2 separate regions of the Mus musculus genome follow, and region 2 is linked to region 1. A link is a contact called in public promoter capture Hi-C data. All regions are on one chromosome and are shown on one strand. Each heading gives the region's core, a stretch centred on a gene start, on an enhancer-like site or on the middle of the called end of the contact. The rest is flanking DNA. Distances are from core to core; before and after follow the strand shown. Region 1 holds the start of Efcab14 (EF-hand calcium binding domain 14). Region 2 holds the start of Elovl1 (elongation of very long chain fatty acids (FEN1/Elo2, SUR4/Elo3, yeast)-like 1).

The links. Capture Hi-C pulls out chosen DNA fragments and counts their contacts.
Region 2: a contact with region 1 is called in a promoter capture Hi-C map of adipose tissue, with 5 times the contacts expected there. The contact joins the promoter of Elovl1 here to the promoter of Efcab14 in region 1. A contact is called at or near these places in 3 of 39 promoter capture datasets (liver, neutrophils and pre-B cells), 1 of 115 datasets of contacts at active chromatin or transcription factors (astrocytes) and 2 of 9 other capture datasets (adipose tissue and liver).

Annotation. Positions count from the first base shown.
Region 1 is chr4:115,734,756-115,740,252 of GRCm38.p6, reverse strand. It overlaps Efcab14 (EF-hand calcium binding domain 14), which reads right to left and starts at 2,483. Exons shown (of 11, transcript NM_001368627.1): 1 at 1,413-2,483. The coding sequence starts at 1,594.
Region 2 is chr4:118,426,079-118,431,575 of GRCm38.p6, reverse strand. It overlaps Elovl1 (elongation of very long chain fatty acids (FEN1/Elo2, SUR4/Elo3, yeast)-like 1), which reads right to left and starts at 3,483. Exons shown (of 8, transcript NM_019422.3): 1 at 3,361-3,483; 2 at 1,021-1,080; 3 at 671-861; 4 at 433-513; 5 at 254-310; 6 at 62-167. The coding sequence starts at 1,066.

The DNA.
Region 1 (5,497 bases), core at 1,234-3,733:
TTGCGTCTAATAGGAGGAGGTTGCAAATTACTGAATATGACCCGTGAAAAGTTCTACGGGGTACAAAGGTTTCAAACTGCACAGGAAACAGGGAGTTCCCGTGGGCCATGGGAAGAGCTTGCAGGTTCTAGATCACTGCTGTCAATTCAGGAAGGTGGTCTTTGGAGCAGAACTCGGTTTGAGAAGTGTAAATGACAAGAAGGGCCCAGTGGCCCATCTGCAATCCAAGTACCTGGGAGTCTGAGGAAGAGGGATTGCCAAGTTCTATGCCTACTACTAGAACCTAGCTCAATCCTTAGTAGTAATAAGATAAAAAGAAAGAATGGACAGAAAGAAGGGTAAAAATGAGTGGTTCTATGGAATTCTATCCCTTCACTGTAATTTATCCCCTTCCACACCCTCACCCCCCCCATACATGCTCACTTAGCCCAGGAGACCTTGCCTCATTTATTGAAACTTCACAAACTCTTGACCAAGTTTTACTGCAAATGGAATGAGAGAAACTAGATCTGCTGGCTTAAGTGGACACCTGATATTCTTTAACTTAACTGCCTTGGCAGTACAGAAATAGAAGCACACTAGATTTCACATCAAACTTCATCTAGTTTTCAGTTCTAAACTAAGGCAGCAGGGCAACTTTCGAGACTCACACTTCATCAGATGACCTTCACAACACAAACTTGGAAAAGTCCTTAACTAACCAGTCTTAACAAAAGCACACAGATTCTGAGCCCGCTAAAAGATCACAAATCTTTTAGGACCCAAGCCCTTTGCCTAACTCTGGTCTCTACACCCCAACGGACTCCCTTTGCTTTTAGTTTGCTCTCTGACAGGTCCAAATGGCTGAGGTTTCCTTCAGTTGCCTCACAAACTGACCTCTTAATCCCCCAATCCTCAAAGCTCATTTGTTTAGTGGTTGCTCTACCTGAAACTGGTTTGGTAAAAAAGACTGCTCCCCCCACCCCCATATTATTTATCGAAGGTTCACACTTTCAACAGTAAGCCCTTCACCATATTCTCCTATCACCAATATCTAAGCTGGTTAAGAAACACAAAACGAGTATTGGTCTTAAGGTCCCTTGACCTACTTTTTAAAAATGCCTAGCCCCAAGAGCCTCTCTGCTCCTCTGTCTCCATGAGTAACCTTTTTAATTCCTTCTTGGGCTATGAGCCCATTCCCCAAGTCCACACTTCCACCCTAGATTTGAAGCTCTTGTTAGACATTAGAGTGACTGCTTACTCTTTATTAAGAGTTAGAACTTGCCCTGTCCAACATCCTTTCTCCCTGTTTTCCAAGGCCTACTTCCCTTTTTCTTCCAAGGGACTCCCCTCTCCTTCTCATCCATTTGCCCGGCTGGTAGTAGTGCAAGATGCCTTTTGCCCATTTCAGCCCTCCCCACTGCTACACTCACTTGACAAAACGAGAGCGATTTCCAATTGCTCCAAATTCCTCTTCGTCTGTGCTGGACTCTGAGTCTGAGTCAGGAGGCTCAGTGCGAAGCAGGCGGTGGCTGCCTGAGCCTTGCTTGGTCTTCTTTCTCCGATGGTCACCAGCCAGGCCGATCAACGCATTGAGCTCTTTGCGCTTTTTCATCTTTTTGTGGGGGGTGAGTGGCGGGCCCACTCCTGAGCTGCCAGGTTCGTAGCCAACACCCAACTCTCTCGCTGACTTGGAGCTGCCTTCCAGGGTTGGAAATCCTGGGCCTGAGCCCCCTGATCACTCCCACCCAGAGGTGGGACTGACCAGATCTACTGAGGGCTGGAGAATAGAGCCCAGAGAAAATTGGACTCAGGTGGATGGGGGATGGGGGGTGGGGGAAGTTACATAGAGATGGCCAAGGAACTGGAGATCTAAATGGATAAATTTCTGAAACAACTATTACCTGTCAAAAGGAAAACGAAACAAAACAACCCGCTAAGTCAAGCACGAGATTCTAAGTCGTGTAGGCAACCAATATTTCTAGGAGTGCTCCAGAAAGCGGGAGAAAGATACACAAAACTAAGGTACTTTAGATCTCTGGGACAAGATTCCCAATGCAGAAGGAAAATAAACTTGTTTTTGAATGGGAGGAGAGGAGACTTTGCAGAGCAGGCAGTGGGAACTCGCTGATCCTTAACTGGAGAGGTGGTGACAGGAGAGCGCCAACACTGCCTGGGCGCCTAGAAAACTCCCAGGCCGGGACGCCCACCAGGATTCGGGATGATCACCTTCCCGTGGCTTCTGTCCTGAGTTTGTAGAGACCCGCGCGAGAGGAGCGGGAGCCCTGCTGCTAGGGCCTGGAGGGGGCGCAGTGATGAGGGGTGACCACCGCTCCGCCAGCCTGAAGTGTTCCGCCACCAGCGACTTCCGCAACTCACACGCGCCGCGGCCAGTCCAGCCGCGTCTCCGGCCCCTGCTTCGGTCGCGACTTCTCTGGATGTGCTGGCGGTGGCGGCCGCCGCAGGCTCCAGACCCGGGCCATAGCTCCAGTCTTAGCTCACTTCCCCTTTGGCAGCGGCCCCGGGCAAGGCTTGCCAGTAAGCCGCGCCCCCATTGGGCGCCCCTTGGTGACGTCACGCAGGAGGGCGCGTGTGGTGCTGGGGAGGTGGAACGTTAAAGGGGCCGCGGCTCTGGCTCGTGCTGGGTCTGGAGCCACAGTTAGTAGGCCCCGCCCCTGTCGGACCGCGGCTGACCGCATCAACTTACAGCGGAGGCAGAGTTTTGCTTGCTGAGAAGCAGGGGCGGGGACTGGCACCCGAGGCTCCACCTTCTGAAAAGTTCTTGAAAGACTCCATCCCTCTTACTCTTAGGTTCTTTAGGCTCATTGTTTTAATGGCCCAGTTGAATAATTCATCCGTCCTTCCATCCATCCCTCCACCCATCTATCCATCTATCCACCCACCCACCCATCCATCCAATAAATATTTACTGGTGGTGAAATATCGAGACTATTCTAGCTCTGGGGATGCTGCCATAAACACAATAACCAATGTGTTTTCCTTTCTGTATAGAGTTGCCAGATTTAGCAAATAAAATACTGAACACTAGTAAATTTCCAATACCAGATAAACAGTGATTTTTGGGGAGGGGGGAGGGAGTTGGACAGAGGCTTTCTATGTAGTCCTGGCTGCCCTAGAGCTAGCTATGTAGACCAGGCTGTTCTTGAACTCGCAAAGATCTGCCTGCCTTGGTCCTGAGTTCTGGGATTAATGGCATGCATCCTCACACCTGGTTTAGCTATTTTTTTTTTAAATTATAAGAGCCCTCCAATATCTATGACAACTTCATATTGAAAAATAATTCATTGTTTATCTGAAATTTAAATTCAATTGGGCTTCCTCTATTTTATCTGCTCATCTGCTCCAGCTTGTATTTGAGCATGAAAGCAACAATAGGCACACATATTACACTTTAGAAGTGGATGCATATTATGAAGGAAACCCAAATAAGATAGGGTGAGGCATGCCTGTTGTCTTTGATGAAGGGATTTTTGGGCATAGATCCTTAGGAAGCCAGAGAGTAAGTAAAATGGTATCATGAAGGAGTGCTCAGAAAGACCTGGTTTGGAAAAAAAAAAGTGATAGGAAATGAAGTTACAGAAACATCAGGAAGTAAACCTTGCAGGGTTTTGTAGAAGGAGTTTGAAAAACCATTGAGGAACATACTCTGAATTTTCAGTTTATAGAAGATGACTCTAGGGGCTGCAGAGATGGCTCAGGGATTAAGAGAGCACTGACTGCTCTTCCAGAGGACCTGGGTTCAATTACTAGCATCTGCATGGCAGCTCACAACTGTCTGTAACTCCAGTTCCAGGAGCTCCAAGGCCCTCATATAGACATACACGCAGGAAGAACACCAATGCACATAAAATTAAAAATAAGTAATTTTTTAAAAAAAAGATGACTCTGACTACTGTTTGGAAAATAAACAACAAAAAGAGAGGGAGCCAAGTATTTCTTCGGTCTGGATAGACATGAAGAGGACAGCGGAGTGGCAGTAGTGGGGATGGCCAGTATGCTGTATGCTTCTTGTAGATAGAGTTAAAGATATTTGTCGGTGGATTAGATGAAAGAAAATTAAAAAAAAAAAAAAAAAGGAGCCATGGACAACCCTAGAAGTTCGGAACGGTGCTGTGAGAAGAGCCTTGCCATTTGTCGAGAAGGGGGAAGGTTTGGGGACAAGGTCAAGAAGCCGATGATTTGATATCTAAATTCGAAATCCAGTAGGCTGCTTGGTATTTCCATAGGGAATTCTGGGCAGGAACGATGGCCTAAAATATAAACTGGAAACTCAGCAGACGTCAATGATATTTATAACATGGTGCGTTGAGCTACCTGGAAGGAAACCAAAGTGATTTAAATCCCTATATTCTCACTGTGGCAGCTGCACACTGCCTTTGCCTGAGGAAGCCCTCCTAAAGCCCAGGTGTGTGTCTTGATTTGCCTTTAAGTGTGGAACCCAGTGGTAAGCACCTAATTACAACCACCTGTTAGATATGCGATGGCATGTTCACATATGTGAACAGAGTACTGCAGAGGTAGGAGAGAGCTTTGGAGTCATGAGATTTAATCCTGTTTGCAATTCCAGCTCTGTCGGGAGACAGCTGTTGGACTTTCCTGGGGTTGTTTCCCAACTCTGTACCTGAAATAAACATCTACTTTGCAGGAGACAGTGGCTGATGCTTTTGAAGCCTGGAGTTGTGGTATAGATGCCCCATTTTTTATTGTCCCTTCTTGTTTCTAGAGCTGCTCCAACCAAGCACAGAAGCTACAAACCACATATGCCAAATGTACAGGTAAATGTCCCATTTAGCTTTGTTCTACTTGTTCCCTTGGCACCACTGGCTCCTTACCCAGTAGACACATGTGGCTAGTGGCCATAGAAAAGCACAGTCTCATATCATTCTATCATCACAAACAGTTTTATTGGTCAGATCTGCCCTGGTGCTTTCCTGGTGGGCTGGAAATGGAACGATGAGGTTACCAAACTCACAAACCGTTTCATAGACACAGACACATCTTGTTTATGGTCACTATAATCCACAGGCAATCGAGGTACCTATTCATGGTGGGAGGTCTTTCTATTGTAGATGCTACATCCATACCAAGGGAACAGTGGCTGAGTATCTCAGCTCAATGAGGGCAGGGCCAAGGATGCGCCACCCTCTGCCCTCATGCTGGTGGAGCTGGTATTTCTGCTGAGTCTGCATTTGGTGTCTCTACCTGTTTGGTCTTCTGTCTATCTTTGTTCTGGAGACCACACCTCAGTGTTGGGCAAACATCCCCCACCCCCTCCCCGGATGCTGAGTCACCCTCTAAGCACTGTATACCTGGTAGATATTTTTCTCAGGAGAACTTGGCTGTTTCTCTGGTCTATTTTCTCAGGGATGGGCCCCTCTAGTCCGAGGACCAAGCCAACACCATCAAGGCCAGGGCTCCCGAGGGGCCCATGCGGCCCTGCTTCACTGGGACTTTTGAGGTGATGCCTGCTTCTCCGTTGGGGATGCACATGCTGTTA
Region 2 (5,497 bases), core at 2,234-4,733, 2.7 Mb before region 1:
TCAGGAGATGAGCCTCTCTTCCCCGTGGCCACCCTCTTCTCCAGCGGCCTTCACTGCTCACCTGGAGCAATTTTTATCCCCCACCACCAACTCCAGGGAAGCACCGAGTGGTGGAAGACATGGAGGAAGGTCACTTGCCCGTCCTTCTTCCGGAGGATAAATATCACCTGGGGGAAGAATGGGGAGGTTGCATGCCTGTCCCCCCCCCCGTCCATCCTTCCCACTCCCAAGTTGTAGTAGCTGTAACACTCACTGTGTCCATCAGCTCAATGACCTTGGAAAGCATGAAGAGCCAGGCCACTCGAACCATCTGTGAGAAGTCAGATCAATCTTAATAGTTACACAGTATCCAAAGAGCCTCTGCTACCTGGCCAACTCTGCTCTCCCTTATCTAGGTTGCTTATAATTATGGTTACCTAAGGCTCTACTTACCCGAAGTGCTTCAGGGCTATTGGAAAAGTCTATGGGGTCACAGCGCCAGGTGTAGGTACTCAGCCAACCAGACATCAGAAACTAAGAAAAGAGTGGATTAAACCATCCGTTCTCTCCCAGCAACCCCTCCCCTTCACTAACTGAACCTCGGCAACAGATAGTGCCATGCTCTGGCCCATGCCCTGTACCCTAACTCTTAACCTTCAACAGAAACTACAGCCTAGGCATTCCAGCCTACCTCATAGACAATGTAGAGGGAGAGTATCACCAGTGAGAAATTGTAGACAATCATGAAGCCTCGAAGTTGGAAGGGCTTCCGATTAGCCATGATTCGAGGCCCAAGCGATAGGATGAAGTACACATAGGTCAGAAGGATGGATGTTATTAGCAAGGGGGACCCCATCAGAGGGTAGCTTTGGATCCGGGGATCTGTGAATAGGATGTCAAAGGAGTGAGGGTCACAGGGTTTAAGAGCCTTCCTTGGTCTAGACATGAGTCAGGTCACAAGGAGTTCCTAAGGACATAACCCTAGATCCTGGGATACCAGGGAAGAAGGGAAGGAAGGCAGTGCCATAGACAGCAGCTTACCCGCATGCTTCATCAGCTCGTGGTACAAGTTCACAACAGCCTCCATCCTGGCTAAGGACTCTAAGGAGGGATGGAGAGGAGGTATTAGGCAGGGACCACTGCATGGCCCCCCATCACACATGTGGTCCACAGGACAAGATACAGAATCAGACAGCTGCTGCCTCACTGACAAAAGGATAGGTCTCTGAACTAAAGTATTTTCCTAGCATACACAAGGCCCCAGGTCGAATCCTGGCCATGGTGAGGCCATGGTGAGCAGGCGTGTACTGGGAGAAGAGACAGTCTGGAACATCGGCTGCCGAAGCATCCGGCCTGCCTGGATGGAGCTGTCCCACCTTTCCCCTCCACTCTCTTCGAGTGTTTCCCTTCCCTGCCTTCCTCCTTCCCTCTGAGACCTGCCTTCCAGGTCTCCTGGAGCCTTTCTCCTCACAACACAGTTCATCTTCCCAGTGAACTTCCTCAACCTTTTTGGCAAGCAGTCTCATCTCTCAGCTTTGAGAGACACTCTTCTCTCCAGAGAATCTCCCCTTCAGCCACTCCTCTCATACCCCCTTCTCCCAGGTAAAGTCCCTCTGGCCCTTTTCCAAGACTCTCCTCTCGCCTCTGTCCCCTGCAGGGACTCCCACCTGCTTCTGTCCTTTCTAGTACCTGAACAAACCTAGGGTTCCACTTCTGTGGTGAACACCAGTGCCCCCGGGCTTCCCCTTTGCCTCCCAGGCTCTCACCTCCAGCCTCCTGCCTTCTTCCAGTGCTTCACCTCCAGCCTCTCTCCTCCCTTCTTCTCAGGGGCAAGTTCTGCCTCTCTCTCTCTTCCACTCCAGGAGCCTGGCTCTTTGAGACTCCTGCCCTGGCGGCTCCACCTGTCTGACTAGATCTTGTAGCAGCCCCGCCCTCCTCCCGCCCCCGCTACGTTGGGCATGGGGTGGAGGGTGGGTCCAGGCCACAGGTCAATGCCTAGAGGAGCAGGACCCACCAGAATTGAGAAAGCCAAGTGAGCCCCAGCCTCACCACCTCTGACCAGCCAGATAAGTTTGTAGGTTCTCCAGAAACTTCTGGCCAGGACGTCTGGCCAAAGCCAGAACTGCTAAAAAATCCACACCCAGCATTCTCTCCCAAACCAGCCATGAATTCTTAGTTTGTCCTACTTTAGAATGGGCATCACCCTTCCCTACCAGGGAGGGGTGAGGACACCAGTGGTATGTGAGGAGGTGGGAGAGTGGGGGAGGTCTCAGGAATCTTTCCCTCTTCTGGGAGGGAGCCTCATGGGCTAGGTCCCCTCCTCCTCAAAGTTGGAAGGAATGCCAAGGGAAAGTTTATAGGGATACAAAAATTTAGCCTAGACCCAGGAGAGCCTAGGACTTTGTCCCAGAGGACTCCGGCAATTGCCCAACAAGCGGAGTGCTCCAGCTGCTCTCCATCAATCTCCAGCCTTGGGGCTTGAGTTCTACCATCCACATCCACGCTCTCACACAGTAATATGTACCTTCATCACACCGCTCTCAACCACCCCCAGAGACATGCATACCGCGCCAGGAGCTAGCCAGCATACATCCACACACAGTCCAGGCATATCTTGTTGACCACATCACCCAAACAGGCCTCCCTACTGGACTCGGACATGCCAGGCTCCTAAACTTCACACCTGTCAGGGATTGCATTAACCGCGGGACATACAGCTGACCAGGCATGGGTACATCTTCACCCACACCTCCCTTCTGCACACACAGCTCTCTGGTGAGTGACACTCATTTCTTCCTACAGTTAGACTTTGGTTGGTGGCTTATGTTGGAGTGGGGCCTAGCACTTAGGCATGTGCTCTGACACACGTGAGCTTGCCAGTTCCTTATCTCCTCCCTCAACCACCTCCTCCAATTCACTCGCCCTTCACCACCACTTAACACCGGGAGATACACAGTGACCCAGAGGGCAAGAGGGAGTCCAGACTTCTGAGGATCTCTCCCTAAGTTTGAGGGAAACCCGGGTGCGCACCACCCCCCTCCCGCAGTGAAACAGAGCCAGTTCCCTTAAGATGGATGGAAAAGAAAAAGGGCACCGGCATGGGGCAGGAAGGGAAAAGAGAGGAGTGGGCAAAGGGTGGAAGGCCAGGAGGTGCTGAAAAAGAACTAGGTGTGAGCAAATGGGGGTCAGGGGCCAAGGTGCCGGGGAGGGATCCTGTGGGCAGGCCCAGCCCCAGTGCCTGGGACCTCCCACCCACTCGCCCCAGGAACAGCCTCGCCCACAGCCTGGGCAGGGCAGGGCAAGGCAGGCAGGGCAGGGCTAGCCTGGCCAGCCAGGCAGGGGGCGCTGGCACGTGGGGAGCCATGGAAGGTACACACTCACCAGTGGAAACCAGGCGGGCAGCAGTGAAGGGTTCAAAGGGATCAGGGCCGGAGAGAAGTCCCCAGGGCCGCCTGCCGGCCACTTCCTCATCTGCTGGGCCGACTTTCTGTCACCAGAGGGGGAGGGGGCGGGCCGGGCGGGGGGCGCCTGCTGATTGGGCGGCTGGCCGAGGCAGGAGGGGCCGTCCAGCGCCTGCCTGGCCGCCAGGGCGGGAGCAGGGGCGGGTCGCCAGATCCCGGGGCAGGAAGCACACCCAGCCCCAGCTCTCCACCCCTTCCTTCGCATCTCTCAGCCTGTCCCGCCGATGACTATGGCTTGGCCCGCACCCAGCTTCTTCTTGAGGTTCAGCCTGCATGGCCCCATTCGTGGTCCTCTGTCCAGTCCAGCATGAGGACCCACTCATCTCCTGTCTGCTTTGTGACAGTCGCGGCTTATGATTACGGGAAATTTCCAGGGTTCAACCGTTCCCTCAAGGCTTTTCCTGGAAGAGGAGGGCCAGCTGTGCCTACTAAGGGCTGATTGGGGTGGCGGGAGGCTTTAGCGGGAGGCAGCAGTCGGCCACCACCATGCTTCTCAGAGCCTATAAACTTGGATGAGTCCTAGCTTTAGGAGGCACAGAGAGGATTTCCTGGAACGGAGATGGGAGAATACAAGTGGCCCCAGGCAAGAACTGTGAATCACTGTCTAAACTGGCCTTCAAGGTAGTGAAAGGGGGTGGGGGTGGGGGTAGCAAGTGAAATTGGCTGTGGTTCAATGTAGTAGATCTTGGAGGCCAAATGAGGCTGCCTGACTTATTCTAGAAGCAGAAGAAAACAAGAATTTTGAGGCAGCTCATCTCATCTGTCAGACATTTACTGGCCATCTACAGTGAGCGAAACCACATTAAGCTCTGCTCCCCACACTAACATAACTTATAACCCAGGTACAAGGTACTAGAGAGACCAGGTGAGAGGAAAACAGCTGGTCTGAAGAGGTAACAGATGGGGTTGGGAAAGCCAGACAACGTTGCAGGGGTAGGGGTGGGGGAGGAGTTAGATGTCAATTCAGTACCACCACCCACCCACCCCAGCACCAGATAGTCCAACTATTGCATGGCATGAAATCTGTCTTTCCTATAAAGACTCAATTACAGCTTGGACAACTGGATGATGTAAGTAGGCAGAGAGTTGAGGAATTTAGAAGAGGCAGTGGCTAGGAAGGATAATAGGTTCATAATTGGTGGATTTGGTTACCTAGGCATTGATAAGAGATGAAGGCCAGAGTATAGTTTTCAGCATTCTTTAGATTACCTGTTTACCTGTTAGCACCTACTCTTGACCAAAAAAAAAAAAAAAAAAAAAAAAAAAACAACCAGCAGAGAATTTACTTCCAAACCCAGCTTCTGTATCATTGTATACTAGACCCCCATGTCCCTGAAATGTCATTCTCAAGCCATAGCCTGAACTCCAGCCATCAAATGTCAGCAGCTTTCTCTCCAGTGAACATCTGTGGTGGATCCAAAAGCTCCCAGTGGAGCGTTCGGGATGGTGTTTTGCATGTGTGATTAAGACTTGTTAGATGAATGTGCACAAATTTACATACAAACATATCCATCTATGGGGCTGCCTCTGACTCTCAAGCCTTCATCATCGTGAGATGCAGTCAGATCTCCACTCTGTAAACCACTCCTGCTTCTGACTAATGTATTTTCTGCACCTTTCCCAACTCCACGATCCTTTCAGCAGGAAAAGTTCATATTTTAGTCATATCTCTTAACTCCAATTGGACCTATTATCTGTCATGCAGTTAACCGTACATGTTTTCTGACTTGCTGTTAAAAATACATAGGACAATGGAAGGAAAGGAGAAACTAAGACCCGGAGAGAACAGTACATCTTTATATTTCTCTTGAGAGTAGTGTTTATTGAGTTAACCAATACTTACCAAGGTCCTGATGGCTTTCATGTGTATTCAAACAGCTCTAAGGCCACACCTGACTCTGAAGTTCTGAGCTTAAATGTCCCAGTTAATGTGTGTGTGATCGTGCATATATTTTAGGAGGTATGGAACCTTCTAAAAATGAGAACAAATGGTCCCTAGCTTATAGGCTTACTGTGAAGGTTAAGGCAATAGCCCGTGTAAAGTGCTTAGCAGTCTC